2 separate regions of the Sus scrofa genome follow, and region 2 is linked to region 1. Evidence: chromatin contacts called from public HiChIP or PLAC-seq data. All regions are on one chromosome and are shown on one strand. Each heading gives the region's core, a stretch centred on a gene start, on an enhancer-like site or on the middle of the called end of the contact. The rest is flanking DNA. Distances are from core to core; before and after follow the strand shown.

Region 1 (2,700 bases), core at 8-2,507:
CCCAGTGACAGTCCTTAGGCTACTGTCATACAGTCAGCCTGAGTATTGTCACATAGTTAAGGTTGAGTATGAGGCCTGAGTGAGCACAAGCTCACACCAAAGTCAGTACAAGTACATTCGCCTATTACGGACTGCTCTGGAGGCAGATTGCCTGAGGCCCAGTGTACTTCTGCCCTCACTAGCTTTCGACCTCCCCGTACCTCTGTGTCCTCATCTGTAAAAAGGGACTAATGACAGCACCCATCTCATAAGGTTATGATGAAGATTCAATAGGATAATTGTGAAATGTTTCAGTAAAGGCTGTCATTATTAGAGGCATTATAAAAATAATTCTTCTCATGCCTCAAACTCAAAGCAGTTCCAGATAAGAGCCGGCCATGCAGTGCTGGACACAAGTACCACTGTAACCAGGACCTCGGTTATTAGAGGTTAAGGTACCAGCAGACCTCAGGGGGCTAAGAGGAACAATAACATTTGGGCTAGGAGCCTGAAAAAAGCTGGCCTCTGAAAGGCCCCTAATGGGCATCGCATGGATGCAGACAGTAGCCCTCAAAACCGCACCGCCAGGGCTGAGCAGCAGACAGGCCCCAAGAACTTGGCAGGTGAACACTGCCATTAGTGACGTGGAACCAGTGCGCGGCCCCAGCTATACCCGGGGTGATCTCTTCGGTTGCTTCATGTCCAGGCAGCTGCAGAAGTACAGACTGGGGCCTTCCCAGCCAGGTCTGTGGCAAAACCCCACGTGGGAGCAGTGGTGAAACCGGGTTAAAAGGAGTCCTGCACATCGTTGCCAAATAAAATAGGAAAAGAAAGCCCCCGCCCGCCAAATCAGCGGGGCACGCGGTTGCGGAAGGAAGACACGAAAGGGCGTCTCCCGGCCTCCAACTGCACCGCAGACTTCTGGGCTGAACCGCCACAATTTGCTCTTTGCCCCCCTCGGATTCGTTATGAAATCCCGGGACAGTTAGGGCTACTTCAGAGGCGTTTCCCCAACGCTTCCCGGAACTCCCCCACCTGCTGCCCGGCCGGCACGCGCGCGACCTGACGGGAAGGCCGGCGCGCGGCGGGTGGGCGGGACCTGATGTGGGGGCGTGTTCTGTGATGGGGCGGGGCCTGAGAACCGGGCAGGGCGGGCGCGGCACGCGCACCGGCAGCAGCCTGTCTCCACAGCGGTAGGGGCTGGGGCACAGCCAGCTCACGGCGGCGACGGCGGCGCCCTTAAATAGCATTCGGAGCCAGTGCAGGGCAGGCAGTGGGCTGCGGTGACAGCCGGCGGCGAACCGCCTGGCCTGCGGAGGAGGTGAGTGCTCCTGCCGCGAGGAACCGTGTCCGTGCACGCTGTGGCCCCGAGGTCTTAGCGGAGCCGCGAGGCTGATGCTGCTCCGCCGGCAGGAGCCTGGGAGGCGGCGGCCTCAGCAGAGGCGCGCGAGCCGGCCCTCGGCTAGCCGGGACGTGCCGCTTTTCCGGCCTCTGCCCTGCGGCCCCCTGGGTTCCCGCTGCAACTGAGGCCTCCGGGCCGCCCGAGCCGCCGCCGCTTCCTGTGCCGGAGCCGGGGATATCGGCCCTCGGCTCCCTGCGGACGGCGCCGGGCTGGTGCACCGCGGCGTGTGGGTGACGCGGGCCGCGGGACTGGATCCTTATTTTTATGACGGCGAGGACCGGCCTGGCGAGAAGCGGGACCCGGGGCTGCAGATGCGAGGGATGATCCCGCGGCGCGGTGACGGTGCTCTCTCGGTCCGACCTCCCTCCTGCCCCTGGGCGGGGTTTGAGGCGCGCTCCGATCGCGCGTGGACGCATCGGTGCAGGCTGTGACCCAGCCTCCGCGCGATGGTGGCTCCTGCGCGCGGCGCTTGCGGGAGGGTCAAAGGCAGCATCGGAAGCGGGTTGCCACATGTGGAAATTCTCGCGGTGCCTCCACAGTAGTGCCCGTGCCGCTGCGCAGAGCTGTGATGGAGTGAGTCATTTGAGGAGTCTGGCATTTTTTGAAAATAGGAAGCAAAAATGATGCTATCTATCACCTTGCAGCCTAGACGGAGAGTGCTGGTAGGTGGCTTGAACGAACACGTGGACGAGAACCTAGAGACGGATGCTCTCGCCAATCAGTGTGTACGTTAGAATAGCACACCCCTTCCTCACCCAACCTACTTCCAAGGTTATGGAGCTTAATTAAGACCATTATAAAAGTGCCCTTGCCTTTTAAAGTTCAGACTTCTAAGCTTCTTGTTAGTGCAGGAATAAGTGCCCCAACTGTTAATATGCTTCCTTTTATTTTCTAAATTTATTTTTTATTTTATTTGTTTTATTTTTTGGCCCCACCTGGGGCATGTGGAAACTCCTGGGCCAGGGATGGAACCCGTGCCACAGCAACGACCGGAGCAGCTGCAGGGACAACCCCAGATCCTTAACCCGAAGCACTATAAGAGAACTCCCCTTCCTTTAGACCAAGAGAAACTGCTTAAATTCCAGTTTCTGACACAAATTTCATCTATGATTATCTCACTGTAAACAGTTATTTACTTAAACACTTAAACAAAAAGCCAATCAAAGCCTTCTGGCTGATTGAGCATTTTCAGGTGGAGGTGGCAGGTCAGGTTGATTTAAAACCTAAGGTGTGAGTTGACAGTCTGGTTGGGTGGGCTTGAGAAGGTGGACTTTTAAAGGAAACCTTGCTTCCCATCAGTGTGGAGCCAGGCTTGGGAG
Region 2 (2,700 bases), core at 145-2,644, 260 kb before region 1:
ACCTGCTCTGACTTAATAGACGTGATGGGCAGGAGATGGCCATTCTTCAGTCTGTCTCTAGTCTCCCTAGAAACCAAGATCTCTGAGTAGAAGGATCTCCAACATAAGTAGAAAGAATCTGCTAGGTATTACAGCCTGAAATTTTCAAGGAGATTATCCAAGTAATTAATTACTGAGGAGTTGTTTCGCTGGGCAATTTGTGGGGGTTTTCTTGTTAGTGATCATTCTGACTTCCCAACTGAGGAGGCCTAATTCCTCATTGAGGGTCCCTTGCCTTTTGGGCAAGTGGAGGAGGAAAAAAAAAAAAAGAGATGATGAGCACAAGCCATTTAGACACCAGGCTGGAGAGGAAAAGATGTGGGAAAAGGATAAGTCGATCCAAGTTGATGAAAACTCTTTCTTAGTCTCTCAAAACCTGTTTCTTCATGTGTAAAATGGGGGAAATAACACCTGTCTTGCAGAGGTCATACAAAGATGAATAACGTAATAGGTTATGTCAGTCTAGAGTACAGCGATCGGGACACCGTGATAACCTTGAGTAATAATTATTTTAATGTCTTTATTGTAAAAGGTGGATGCAGGTAAGAGGGTGCAAGGGACATTGACAAGAAAGGAGTCTGACCCAAGAGGCCTAAGAGTTATGCCCGCGCTGTCCCCGGAGCAGGATCTGGCTGGCTGCAACCTACTTGGGGTGGGTTTCCATATATAGACACCCGCGCGCGGGGCGCCACCCGACACCAAGAATCCGCTACTGACGCTGGACCCGTCTCTGCGCAGAGGGCACCTTCCCCTTCGCGCAGGCCGTGCGCTGGGCCCGGGCCTAGCGCGGCTCTTCGGCAGCCCAGCGCCCTGCTCCCTCTCGCCCCACGGCTCTCCTGGGCCCCGCGCGTCCGGCCCCGCGCTCCCCTCGCCGCACCCGCGCTGTCCTCACCTGCAGCAGCAGTTTGACCCTCTCGATGGGGGCGACCGCGGTCTTGGAGATGGCAGCGGCGACGCCGCCAGCCAAGAAGTCCTTCAGAAAGCTCCAAGCCTGATCACTCATGGTGACAGCCGGGCGCACACCGCCTCCGGGAGCCGCGCTCTCGCTTTCTCTGCCCGGCCTGACACGGCCACCCCTGCTCAGTCCCTGCGCAACGCGAAGGGGCCGCTTGTCTCGCCCTGCAACCCGCCTTATATGCCCCGCCCAGCCTCTCGCGAGAGGAGGAGGGCCCCGGGGCCGTGCGCGCCCCGCGCATTGGCTGGGCAGGTGCTCGGACCCCCCGGCGCCCCCACCTCTCCAGAGGGCAACGGGGGCGAAGGCGCTTCCGGGAGGCAGGGGTGGGCCGGGGGCTGTGCCTCCACCTGGGACGTTTAAAGGGCAAATTCATGTTATCTGTCCCGCGACGAGAGGGAACACCGTGTCTCTGCAGCATGTGGGCAGCTGTATTTATAGCACAAGGAGGCTTAGGCCGGGCCGGACCTGGGCACGGACACGGGACCCGCGGCCTCCAGCCGGGCTCGCCTTAACCTCCGGCCTGCACGCGACCCGCTACTGGCCAAGGCATTTCACGTTATTTTTTCTTCTTCCTTGCAACGGTGTCCTTCACCAGAACTCCCTGCCTGGATGTGGTCCTCTTCCGAGTTGTGCGCTCTCACAGATAAATTAAGATCCGCCAGAATAAATACACTAAATTTACTTGATGCCGTGATTGCTTCATATAATCTGGCGAACTGCTGAATCCCTCTTCTCTTCATTCAATCTTTCAGTCATTCATTCTGCTATCAAATGTTTCTGTGCCCAGCACCCAGTGGCACCAGGACAGCCCAAATACAAGGGGCCGCTAGGTGAATACCTGTTTTAGCAAGTTGTATGTTGCTTTACTCTCAGGTCAGGCTGTCACCCCGTGACACACAGCCCCTGATAACACTGAGAACAGGAATTTATAGAACACTTTTTCTTTCTTTCTTTCTTCCTTCCTTTTTTTTTTTTTTTTTTTCCTTTTTGTAAATCCCTTAAGGGCTTAATGTTCCGCTCTGCTCTCAATGGAATCTCAGCACATGTTCTGGGCAGAATGTTCTCAGGCAGCTGGCGGCTTCTAGAGGGTCAGTGCAGTTCCCTTTCCATTGGAATAGCTGGGTGACCAGGATGTTAAGTAAGAGAAAGTCGAAGCCTTAGCTGTACTTGTCTCTTTTTAATAGAGACCTTGGGTTGGGGAGATATATACTATCTAGTCCTAGGAATTGATGGCAATTTGTTTTTTCAACCATATTACTATGAGCTTTGATTTTTCCTTAACTCATTTTTTTTAGACAGGTAATATAATCATACAGGTTTTCAAATGCATCTGTTCCTTTCCCTAGAATGATCTAAACTCTTTACACTTCTCAGTTCTCTTGCTAAGTTTATCAGTGTTCCTTTGTACACTGGACAAAGTTTATTCATTTTTTCACAAGCTTACTGCTGAGTGCAGACAGACATAGTGTTGGTATTGAGCGAGCTGCCCCTCTGTGTCACCCTGGGTCTAGAGGCTCCAGTAGAACAGAGGTCACTTGTTGGGTGCCAGGACCACAGAGGGTATGCGTTTATCCGAGATTGGAGCAGGCTAGAGTTCAGAAATCCAGTGAACTGTATGAAAGCTTATCGAAGTGCAAATTTACCAAGGTCAGAGCAGGCAGAAGGTCAAGAATTCAGCATAAACACAAAAGCCATTTATGCATTCA

Evidence for each region. HiChIP or PLAC-seq counts read pairs in DNA pulled down with a chosen protein or histone mark.
Region 2: an H3K27ac HiChIP or PLAC-seq map of skeletal muscle shows a contact between it and region 1. The contact joins the promoter of SLC25A4 here to the promoter of ACSL1 in region 1. A contact is called at or near these places in 7 of 47 Hi-C or Micro-C datasets (fetal heart ventricle, heart right ventricle, liver and 2 more) and 1 of 2 datasets of contacts at active chromatin or transcription factors (skeletal muscle).

The regions. Positions count from the first base shown.
Region 1 is chr15:45,931,669-45,934,368 of Sscrofa11.1, reverse strand. It overlaps ACSL1 (acyl-CoA synthetase long-chain family member 1), which reads left to right and starts at 1,257. Exons shown (of 21, transcript NM_001167629.2): 1 at 1,257-1,300.
Region 2 is chr15:46,192,192-46,194,891 of Sscrofa11.1, reverse strand. SLC25A4 (ADP/ATP translocase 1) reads right to left here and starts at 1,394. Exons shown (of 4, transcript XM_003133345.4): 1 at 932-1,394. The coding sequence starts at 1,042.